3 separate regions of the Gossypium arboreum genome follow, and regions 2 and 3 are each linked to region 1. The links are chromatin contacts, called in public Hi-C maps. All regions are on one chromosome and are shown on one strand. Each heading gives the region's core, a stretch centred on a gene start, on an enhancer-like site or on the middle of the called end of the contact. The rest is flanking DNA. Distances are from core to core; before and after follow the strand shown. Region 1 holds the start of LOC108467087 (4-alpha-glucanotransferase DPE1, chloroplastic/amyloplastic). Region 2 holds the start of LOC108466646. Region 3 holds the start of LOC108467324 (ABC transporter F family member 5).

What was found. Hi-C and Micro-C count contacts between places; a contact is called where the count stands out from the background.
Region 2: a Hi-C map of leaf shows a contact between it and region 1, with 2.2 times the contacts expected there. The contact joins the promoter of LOC108466646 here to the promoter of LOC108467087 in region 1. A contact is called at or near these places in 2 of 5 Hi-C or Micro-C datasets (both in leaf).
Region 3: a contact with region 1 is called in a Hi-C map of leaf, with 3 times the contacts expected there. The contact joins the promoter of LOC108467324 here to the promoter of LOC108467087 in region 1. A contact is called at or near these places in 2 of 5 Hi-C or Micro-C datasets (both in leaf).

Annotation. Positions count from the first base shown.
Region 1 is chr2:7,999,421-8,003,682 of ASM2569848v2, reverse strand. LOC108467087 (4-alpha-glucanotransferase DPE1, chloroplastic/amyloplastic) reads right to left here and starts at 1,835. Exons shown (of 16, transcript XM_017767585.2): 1 at 1,093-1,835; 2 at 932-982; 3 at 472-560; 4 at 319-379; 5 at 167-245. The coding sequence starts at 1,437.
Region 2 is chr2:8,149,646-8,153,670 of ASM2569848v2, reverse strand. It overlaps LOC108466646, which reads left to right and starts at 2,657. Exons shown (of 2, transcript XM_017767031.2): 1 at 2,657-3,128; 2 at 3,234-3,829. The coding sequence starts at 3,009. The coding sequence ends at 3,470.
Region 3 is chr2:8,185,371-8,189,458 of ASM2569848v2, reverse strand. LOC108467324 (ABC transporter F family member 5) reads right to left here and starts at 2,575. Exons shown (of 9, transcript XM_017767947.2): 1 at 1,428-2,575; 2 at 840-1,181. The coding sequence starts at 2,249.

The DNA of each region.
Region 1 (4,262 bases), core at 586-3,085:
GCAAAAAACAATGTTCTTTTTCCACCAAAAACCTTTCTTTCTCAAACTCCACATATTCATCAAATTCATTTAGTAATGCAGATTGAAGCTCGGTGGATATTTAAACTAGAAGTACACAGGAAAGTGATAGTAGTTAGTGCAATTATATAGAAAATAAATAGCTCACACGATATGGTAGGATCTCTACGGAAAGCCTCAAGCTGAGTTTTAAGTTCTCCATCAGTCGAAAGTAGCCTTTCTGCAGCCTAAGAAATAATGATGTGAGTTGAACTGGGCACCGCAACCAAATAAAGAAGTGATGTTCAGTAGATGCTTTACCTTAGTTATAAGTGGATCCTTTAGCTTAGCGACCATAGAATAGTTCACACGGTCACAATCACTGAACAAATGATATAGTAGGATTGTAAGTGTCAACATTATTGTCATACTACAATTTTAGCTGAATATAATGGTATATATAACACTCCTCACATTGGTTGTGGAAGCTCTTTCTTTGTTAGCAAACCATCTTTAACAAGCTCTTCAAGTGAAATCAAGAAAGTGTTACCGCAATTTGCATCCTGAATGATAATCATCAAGGAAAATCATACAATGCCATATAGCAACTAAGAGTATATATATATATATATATATATATATATATGTAAGAGAGGGATTTACTTACCTTGTGTTAAACTCAAGTAGTTTCATAACTTTAGTCAACGGTTGTATTGTTAAAATATTAATAGTACAAAAAATTATGAAAATGTTTAAAATTGCTTAGTTTTACCCTGAATCTCTCCCATATACATTCAACAAGTAATTAAAAGAAAACCTACTAAATTGACCAAAACCTTTCAGGATTTTTCATTCTTAAATCCGGAGAATCGATTAATATTACTTATTGAAACAAGAAAACAAATAATTTAATAAGATATTAGTGAAGAAGCACCTGCCCTGCATATGGTGATCCCTCATCATCAGGAGGAACAAGGGGAAGCACCTACATTCACAATCAATTATTTTCCAAAATTAGGATTAGGATACTAAATATCGTTATCATTACAAGATGCAATGCGTTAAACCAACTACATTAACTGAAACAATATATACCTGCCAAACGGAGCAGCCAGCTAAATGAAGCCAGTCAATGAAGCGAAAAGCTTCTTCACCAAAATCACCAATACCATAATCTCCCTTAAACGAGGTCGGGTGGAGCAAAATGCCAGCTCTTCGGCGCTGGTCTGGATCGGGTTTGGGAAGCCAATCACCATAATCAAGCGGTAAATCTTCACCGACTTCCATAGCAGTCAAAGTGGAAGAGGAGGCAACATTAGCATGAAAGTGAAGATTGAAGGATTTGGAGGTGTTAATTTTGGGTTTGAAGAATAAAGGTAAGGATTTGGGAGAGGAAAGGAAAGAGGGAGAAGAGAACAAGAGAGGGATAGGAATCGCCATGAAAATTTGCAAACATTGGTGAATTGGGGAAAGAGGTATATGAGAGAGGAATCATACAGTGAATTTTTAAAACCAACGATCTATATTTAGCCAGAAAAGCAAAATAATTGTAACAATTATTAGTGGGAAGCAGCAGCCAGATGGGGGTGGCACTTGGTAGATTCAGCAAGGTTTAGGCCAAAATCAAAGCTAAAAGCATGGGATGCACGTGAAGCTGTCACGCCGAGCGCCATAAGTGCACGAAAACACACATCTTGTAAAAACTAAAATTATCACATGATAAATGACATTCAAATTGTCTGATTTTAGGTTGAACATTTCCCTACACGCCCATCATCTCTCTCTCTCAAAGCCGATTAAAGAAATATCATTTTTTTATGCCCAATGAATCTTGGGATGGGGATTGGAAAATTAGAGTTCACTTCTAAATTTTTATTATAATTGGTCAAAATTTTCTATTAGTCCCTACACTATGTGCACATTCTTTAATTTGGTCAAATTTAATTTTTTATATTTTCTCATTTTTAGTCCATGTACTTTTTAAAGTTTAAAATTTCAATATTGACATAAATGATAGTAGTTAAATCCATTAAGTCAAATTTTGCTATTGGTTCCAAAAGTTGTGGATCAATCTTTGCTCTCCGATTTGATCATTATTAGTTCCTATGCTTTTAAAATTTTGAATTTTTAGTCTTAACTCAAATGACAACCATTAAAACCATTAAATAAAGGTTTTTTTTTGTGAACATTACATAAAAATAACAAATTGACATGGTATTGCATATGTGATAATTTGTTTGTCACTTTAGACATTAGAGATAGCAAAATTTAACTTAACGAATTTAACAATTATTGTAAGGTCAAGAATGAAGTTCTAAGATGCAAAAAGAAAGGGACTAAATCCACAACCTATGCATAGCATAAGGACTAATAGCATAATCTGAACATTATAATTTATAATAATCAAATCTAATGCTACACAACATTTTATTAAGGGTTAAACGCAAAATTAGCCCTCAAATTATACCATTTTTTCACTTAGATACTTAAAATTTTTTTTTATCAAAAGTCATACCTAAACTATCAATTTCATCTCATTCTATCTCAGAACACAATACAAACCGATAAGAATGTTGCACATAATCATAGACTTTTTGAATTAAATGAGACAAAATTTGTAGTATAAGTACAATTATTAATAAAAGGAAAGGTGTAGGTATATTTTCTATAAATAAATAAAAAAGTGTAGATTAAATTTTGTTTGAGCATCATATTGATAACATAAAGATATTGTTATATTCGAATATTGTTGAAGAATGAGCATCCTCAAAGTTTTGTCCCCTGCTATAAAGAAAGCTAAGAAGTGTTTACCAAATGCAATATACACACTTATTAAGGGTATAAAATGAACCTTCAACAATCTTATTTCATATAAATTTTACTCTTTCAACTCATTAGATCATATCATTGTCATCAAATTCAATATCAGATAAAAAACATTTAATAACATTTCACTCAATCAAGAGATGCAATTCTTATATAGAGCTCTCTCGCCTAAATTAACTGCATCGACTAAAGGGAAAAAGGAGGAAGGAATTCACAGAAAGAGACCTCTCACCCAAACAATGAGAGTAGATCCCTTGCCTAGACAATGATAAACAAGGATTTGTCCAAAATCAAAAAGAAAGTGGCTTAAAGAAATAACTAGCCTAAAGAATAAGCCTCATCAAACAATACATGATCTTCATATATTAAATCTAAGTTGTTCCCTTGATTGACACCAATCTCCCTCATTTATAACCATAGACAAGCGCCAAGTCACATTGACTCCACCTGAGGACTCCTCAACATGATAACAAACCTCTCAATCACATCTTAGTGCAAATGTTACAAGCTCAGTACCGCCCAGCTGGTTGCTTCTCGTAACAAGATATATGTACTAAGAAAACTCGACTTGGAGGAATAAAAGCCCTCTCCAACAATTAGACCCAATCAAGACTAATCCTGTAGCAGCCCGGTTTAGACCTTAGTCGGAACAGTGGTTTTGGGATCACAAATCTGAGTCAAAAAAATATTTTAATATTATATTTCGTGCTTAAAGTATGTGAATTGATATTTGTGAAATTTTCGTATGAAAATTTCATCGTTTGAGTGTTTAATTTGTGAAGAGGACCTAATCACGTAAAATATAAAAGATGTGTTCTATTTATTAAAGTGCTTAATTGCTATGTCTTTATATATGTGGGGTCTTTATGATGCAATTAGACCATTGAAAGAGTTAATGGACATTAATGGCCATTATTTATGTGTTTATTATATGTTTTTAATGAAGGTTAAAAAGGTAAATGATATATTATTATGAATAAATAAAACAAAGGCATGAAATTAGTCAATTAATGCTTGTTCTTGCCGAAAATATCAAAGAAAAAGAAAAGAAAAAGCTTGCTAGGGTTTTGACACTTATCTTGGCTAAATAGGTATGTGTTTTTGATCGGTTTTTGATAAGTTCTACGTTTTTGTGATCGTTGCTTAGTGTTCTATCAAGCCCATGTCTCAATTTCCTATTTTGTTGATGATTTTGAAATTGTGAGTTTTGTGATGTTAGTTGTTGGAAAATAAAAGATATGTGTTGGGTTGATATATTTTGTCTTTGAATTTTTGATGAATTTGTGTAATTTGGGCTAAACTGTAAAAATAAGATTTTGAGAGACTAAAATGAGAAATAAATGAAATATGTGGGCTTGTATGAACACAATAAATATTCGACTAAGCATGGGTGTATAGAAAAATAAAAGCCCTCTCCAACAATTAGACCCAATCAAGAC
Region 2 (4,025 bases), core at 1,408-3,907, 150 kb before region 1:
TTTTTTTCCCTAAGAAAGTTCATTATTTCATCTTCTCCTTTGACAAAAAAATCTTTTCTTCTCTTTATATCTCTCCTTTCATGATCCTCGCTGTTGCTTACTCCAGCACCAACAGTGGTCCAATCGGCCACTTCTACTGCAAGCATAAACGATGCTTTCACTAACGATCCACAAGCAAATGGGTGAGGTCTTCAAAGTCAGAAAATATAAGATATATTTTATAAAATTATGTATTAGTCCTCTATTTTAGTACAAAATGTGATTCGAATTTAAATTATTAGTGAAAAAGGTGAACTAATAAGTCACAACTTAAAGTTGAATTATATATTACTACTTGTACATTATATTAATAGAAGGTACCGTAAATGTTGATGGGTATCATAAGGTTTAATTAACGCTTAAACCTTGGAGTAAATTATGTTATAAATTGTGGCCTAATGTCGTATAGTAACCTTCTTTTATTATATGATATTTTCAAAGTTTGAATTTTAAGGAAATATATGAATATCATGTTTCTTATATTTGAGTACATATTGTTTAAATACCTTATATAAGCTTATCTTATTGGATGTACTGGATTCCCTGAAATGAATACAACAAAATATAAACTAAACCTCCATAATTGTAGATGTGATCAGTGACATAATAATAATCACCATAAAAATTATCATAATAATTATTCTCTCAGATAAAAGCACAGCAAGCTACCTGCATTCAAACTAGGAACATATATTTAATTTTGAATATCTCATCCTCTTACCCATATTTATATACATACTAGACGTAGATATTAAATATAATTACTATGAAAAATAACACATACACTGGGATAACATAAATTTCATTTATTTTTCTTCCTTCCATGATTATATCAACCAAATCCAAAAGGCAATCTTTTTGCTGCAGAAAACCCAATCATAAATGTTTGCTGCTGGTACGGATAATAGAAAGAAATAGTTCAAATTTGTCACCAGCAAACAGCAACAACCACTTCAACTTGTTGATTACCTTCATTTAATGCAATAAATAAACAAAAAAAATTTAATGATTATAACATCATTGTTATGGAAAAAAAGGTTGGGGGGGGGGGAATGGAGGATTAAAGAAGGATCCAAGGTTCATAATATACAGCAGATGGGGGGCTGGGCATAGGTCCCTTAGCCAACCATCAAAACCGTGTGGACCAAAATCATCACCCCTCATAATTCAAGTACTGCCTTTCCTTAGTAAGTGTGATATTTCCAGTACTTGCAGCTGCAGTACCATGAACAATTTTAAACAAGGGTAAACTATATTATTAGTCACTAAATTTTAGGTAAGTTTTGATTTTGGTCATTTAATTATAAAAAGTTATAATTTGGAAACTGAATTATTCAAAAATTTTCTTCAGGAGAGAAATCAGAACTTTTATGGGGGGCCGGATGAATTTTAATTTTTTATAGTTTATATCTTTATAATTTATAAAGGATTAAATTGAATTTTTATAATTTTAAGGGGACAAAGTGCAATTTTACCTTTACTAATTTAAAATTTTTAAAAAAATTTAAGGGCCTAAATAGTAATTTTATATTTTAGGGGAGCTAGGCCCATGTCAGCCAGCCTGGCTTCGCCCCTCATTTTCGTTTAAGTCACTAGACTGTTAAAATCGATGTTATATGACTTTCTCTACTCGCACTGCCTATACAAATTGAAAGCTTTCTTTTCCCGTCTCTTTTACAGTTTAATTTAGTTTTTGGACATCATGAATTTAGGAACTAAAATTTAAACAATTTTTTTCTACAATCTCTAACATTGACTGTTAGATTGACTTGGATCTGAGATATGTTCTTCTACTCGTCGATAGGTACTAATCTACTGTACTGATTGTAGTTGGTTGGAGCTCACTAGCGGAGCTTAAAAGAAGAAAAACTTAACAGCCCAGTGACTTAAGTAAAAACTTTTGAATTGTTCAATGACTTAAAATAAAACTTTTGAATAGTTTAGTAACCAGATTGTAGCTTTTCTTAATTAAGTGATAAAAATAAAAATTTACTCATAATTTAGTAACTAATGATGTAGTTTACCCTTTACTTGAATATCCTTGGTTATCTTAATGCATTTAATTCAGTCCCACTTGGCTGCTTGAAAATTATGTTCCGCAATGCAAAAGAATTTTATTTTTTTTGCATGATTTGTTTCTATTTTATGTTGGGATTAGAGATAAATTATGTGTTAAAGTTCAAACGAAGATGACAATGAAATGCTCAATGTCAAAGAATCAGAACACAATTAATTCACGGCTTATATGATTTAAAACTGTAAATTACAAACAAGCTAGTTGCATTGACAAACGACCCTTCAAATTCTGTGGAGATATACAAAAACAAGTCTCAAATTCTAAAGTAATTAAAGCAATGGCCCTACAACAAAGCTCTTAGATCCTCTGGTTACTGAGTTTGACTGTCCTTTAGCTTAAACCATGACAAAAGACAGCAGTATCTAGCTATCTAGATACTAGTTGAGACCAGTTATGGGCAAGCGTTCATTCAATTGGGTTTTGCAAGTAGTGTATATCCCTTGTATTGGGGTTGGACTATGAATTTTGAGCCATACCTTGTTTCCTTAGAGATGTAAAAAAGGATAAAGGAAGTGAGGCTGACCTAGTTACACCCATGCATGCTAGTGATGATTTGGGATTAGATATCTGGGTGTGGGCTATCTCTTTGCCTTTGCTATGCTTTGCTTGCTGCTACTCTTTTATCTCTTCTTCCCCCTACTGGATAACATCATAACACTGCTTCATGATTCTTGTGGGGACTTAGCCAGATTGGCTAACTGCCATTAAAAGACCCCACCACCCCACATGCACTTCCCCCCTCCTCCTATCTGCCTTTTAACTCCCCCATCTCTTTTCTGGCTCTTCTTTTATTTATAACCCCCCATGGCTCGGGAGAGACTAAACATTTCTTTTCTTGGTTACTTGCCAAAAACCCCACTCTAATAAGACTCTCTAGCTTTTGAGGACAGACATGGAAGTGGCTGTTGAGCTTGAAGATGATCTGTTTTTTGCAGACTTGAGCAAGCAAATCTCTTTGCTAATCATGGATGATGAAGACTCAGTTTCAACATGTCCTTCAGTTTCCTTCCAGGTTTTTATAACCATCTACATATGTTTTTTTTTCATGGATTTTCCGGTATTATTAACTTCACAGCTTCATGGATTGAAATTTTTGTCCTGTCAAAACTTTTTGCAGACATTTTCTGCAGCAAATTATCCAATAACACAATCTCCATATCTCCAAGAACAAATCTGCAGAAGAGAAAGCAAAGGCACTGGAGTTTTTATCCCAAAGGCATCACATCCTAGAAGGAAGCATAGGCAAGGCAGATATAGTTCATTCAACAGAAAATCTAACAGGCACAATGATAACACTACAAAAATGGCTTCTCAGCCATCTTATGATAATTCTTTTAACCCAAGGAAAGGCTAAGGATTCACATCTTCATCAAGTGTATGACTTAAATAAAGGAAAATCACTACTAATCCCCTTGTCAACAGCTGCTCAAGGCAAGGCAAGGCAAGGCAGGTTTAAGGATCTTATAATTACATATATATGTACATGTATATATATAGATTCATCATGAATTATGTATACGTGCAAGAAAAATAATTGATTCTGCTCCTAATAAGTGAGTCTTGAAGAGGTTCACCAAAGGGTCTGCCTCCCAAAATCATGGATATGGATGGTGATTTTTATGTAAGTGTGATATAGGGGAAAAGTATGTATTTGTTTCTCAATGTAATTGATTATATATATTAATTTATTGATGTTACAGTTTTTTTTAATAATATATTCTTTCCTTTATTGCCTATTCCTTCATCCATCTAACTATCCAAGCAACTATACTGGACCAAAGCATTGCATTTGAAAATTTGACCTGCGAATTATCAATGGAAATTCAATAAAACGACCGGATCAATCAAAATATGGTCTTATTCATTATGGGACCGTTCAAGGCCTTATCAGCAAAGCTGTATGATTGAT
Region 3 (4,088 bases), core at 1,326-3,825, 190 kb before region 1:
GTATAATGAACCAGTAACAATCGAAGTAGCAAACACCATCAAACTGAAAAGAAAGAAATAAAAGATGAAATTTTCAGGCAGCAGCAACCTTAGTCTCTAAAAAAAAAGTGTCAACGGCCATACTGAGAACTAATTTTAGGTAGACAGAGTGGCTAACTTGAGACAAATGGACTTTTGAAAGACAAGCAAAGAGAATCAAATAGCATGCCTGAATTTATATGTAATACTATTTATGCGAATTAACTCTCTGGCCAACATGTTAAGAAAAATACATAGGTTTCATCCTAACAAATTTCACACCGTGTGATCCAAATCATGCACCATTTTTGATCCAGAATAGAAAACTAATTGGTCTAATAAAAGTGTTTACAAACTTAGTGAACAACCTTAGAAAAATGGTATAAAATTAAAAACTGAATGTCAACAAAATTTCCTAATGACTAATAATTAACCTAGAATTCTGGATGAAAACCCTTAAAATAAGGAAAAAAGAAACTATCCCCAATGACACCTTTCAAAATACATTGTGTTCTACGCTCAGGATTCCAAAATTCAAGGTATCATACTTCTGTATGAAATTAATTGTACAAGGTAAAACCATCAATTGTAAGAGTAAGATCTGATGATAAGTCACGCATTCACTTGAAAGATTACTGTCAGTCCAGAAGGTTCACAATCTGGCAGTAATTTCATTTCATCATTAATAGATGCATGTTTATGAGATAATGTCATGATGGAGCAAAACTAAACATCTTCACTCAACAATGACCAAAGTAGATGGCTTGCATTCCTCAACAATGAAATGAAATATATTTCAGGAATGACTCCCTCATACATACCTTTTCGGCAGAAGAAGCTCGGCCAGAATTTGCCCCAGCACCTAATCGGCTTATCAAGTCTCTTGTCTGCTCAATCTCCTTCTGCTGCTTCTCCCACGCAGCATACTGAGTTTCAATCCATGCTGCCTTCGCTTCAACATACTGAGAATAATTACCCTCAAATGTCCTGGAAAAACCCATATCGGTCTCCACAATCTTCGTACACAACTGATCTAAAAAAGCTCTATCATGAGATATAATGACCATTGGCACATCTTGCTTTTTCAGATATCCTTCAAGCCACTCAATTGTATCAAGGTCAAGGTGATTTGTAGGCTCATCCAAAAGCAATAAATCAGGCTCCTGAAAATTTACATCCATATAAAAAAAACAGCTAGAAACACCAATATACTCTACTACATATCATACACATGAGCCACAAGTTAACACCATCTACATCAAAATATATCTAACAAGCTAACTATTTTCCTTAATCAATTCAATGTTTAAACTTATAATGAACAGGTACTACCAAGTCATTTGAGCTGCTAATAGTACGTCCTTTGGATAAACTAGGCAACTATCATGATATCAAATAAAGAACTTTACCTGCAGCAAAATCTTTCCAAGTGACATCCTCATCTGCCACCCGCTACTAAAACTGGCAACCAACCTATCTGAATCCTCAGGGGAAAACCCTAGCTCTGGCATTAACTTGCTAACCTTAGCATCAACCTCATCCAAATCCACAGCCTGAGCTCTCCTTTGCAACAAATCAAACTCATCCAAAAGCCTTCCCATCAACTCCAAATCCTCTGTAGATCCTTCTATCGCCTTTTGAACCCTCTCTAACCTCTCAGAAATCTCCATTTCCTCTTTAAAGGCACTCATAAACTCCTCCCTCACCGTCCTACTCATTGAAACTTGGAATTCTTGGTTCAAAAACGCAACTTTCATATTGGGCTTGGCTTTTATAACGTTCCCCGAATCGGGTTCTTCTTGCCCCGTTATAATTCTCATTTGGGTGGTTTTCCCTGCCCCGTTTACTCCAACCAATCCAATTTTCTCGCCTTTTTTCACTTCCCAATTCACGTTTTTCAAAACCGTCACTCCTTTATAGCTTTTGCTAATGTTTTCGAGCTTTACACCGGAGGAAATACCAGAAGCGCCGGTGTTGGATTGTTTGTCGCCACGCTTTCGATCAATCTCTTCGACTGTGTTGGTTGAAAACAATGACTCAATGTCGTTTTGAGGTTCTTTAACGGAGGTTTCAACACTGAGAGTGGAAACTTGGGCATTTACTTTAGTGGGTCTAAATTTAAGGGTTTTGGGAGAAACGAACGATGAGGAATTCCGGGTTAAAGAGGGTCGCATAGAGGTGAAGAATGTTGAACGAAGGTCTAAGCGATGGAATTTCGTGGATAGGTCCATGTTTGATTGGTGGGAAAATGAAGGGAAAGGAAAGGGAAAGAATGATAATATCTAATGAAGGGAAATGGGAAGCTCCACTGTGAAAATTTGTGGAAGAAAACCAAATTCTCAGCCCACAAATTAGAGGTGAAACAATGGAATTCTTTTAGAAACGTTTAATCGGAACTGAAAACAAACAAATCATTATTTAATTGAAACTTTCTTAAATAATGGCCCTTTTTCCTTTCTTTTTTCAATAAATATTTTCCCTTTTATTCATAAAAACAAATCATCATACTCATTCAACATGTTAAACCTTCATATTTTTATTAAAATAATATCATTTTCGTGAGTGATTAAAATTATGTCAAAATAATTTTTTTTAAAATTATTTAAAAACAAAAGGGTATTAATTGAAATGGAAAAATTTAGGCTTTCAAAATTTGTGTGTATCAGCTTTAAATCCCATTTTGGTGGATTTCTTTTTAATTTTTATATACCAAAATATCTTCATTATTAATTATTTTTATTAATTTCTTAATTAAATTATTGTGTGATTGATTTGTGACACTAATTTAATCTAGAACTTTAATATAGTACGAGAAATTTTATCACATGTTATACCTATAAAAATCATGTATTTAGAACATAAATTTGTGTTTAAAATAATTTACAATAAATAATAAAATATATAGTTAAAACTAATTAGTAATAACACATAAAATAAGTATGACGTTAAAATAAAAAATAAAATTATAAGTAAAATAAAATACACATGAATACATTAAATTACGATTAGTAAATAAAATTGAAACTAATTAGTAATAACTTCATTTCCTTTCTTGGATATAATCTCTTATGATATTAAATTTAGATAACTTTTTATTATTTTAAAATAATTTAAATTAAATTAAATTAAATCAATAAAATTTATATTTAGTATATTTTAAAATAAAATTTATTTTATAATACATAGAATGATTCATATTCCTTTTTAACTAACTAATTCAAATTTATTAATAATAATAGTGTGGATAGTAATCGAATTGATACTTAATAGATTATTGAGTAGAAAAATAAATAAATAATTTTGAGGTTGTTTAGCTGAAGAAATTGTAATTATTTTGGTCACCACTTAATATAAAATTGTGGGCCAACAGAAGAGAGAGAATCAGATGAGATAATGATGGCCGTTGATTTGAAGGACGAGCTTTTGTGGTAATGGTTAGCCAAAAAGGAGGAAATGAAAGAGACAGCGGCCCAGTTATTGCCACGTGCTATCCTATGCTTGATTCTACGTAATCCACGTGTCCAATCACGATAATAAACCGAATCCTCTTTGATTTTATCCTTGAAACTTGTTTTTTTCAAAGAAAAACCACAGACGTAAATATTATATAAAAATGAATATTCATTAAAAAAATTGTCCACCAAACAGGGCTATTCATTTGAAAATTTACTTTCCTATTCCAATTTGTTTTCCTCTTAAAAATACAATAAATTTTTAAAAAATAGTCATCCATAGAATAATAATAACACCAATATTTACTCTTTTAATCAAGTTGGTGTAAACTTTTAACTACGCTATCTTTTCATCATAGAGATTAAAATTGGAAAAGGTTGGTAACTTCCATTGGTAATATTGGAAATAAATAGGGATTAAGTTGAGAAAACCTATCAAATTTAGGGACTAGATGGCTTCAATCATATGTTTAATTATAAGTTGTAGTTATGCAGCCCATTGGTCACAAATTTTATTTAGGCCCAATAAGGGTTACTAGTAATAAAAAATAAAGGGTGTTTTGTTTTATTTTTTTAGGTTATGCGTTATGGGCCTTTTTTGCAAACAAAGAAGTTTAA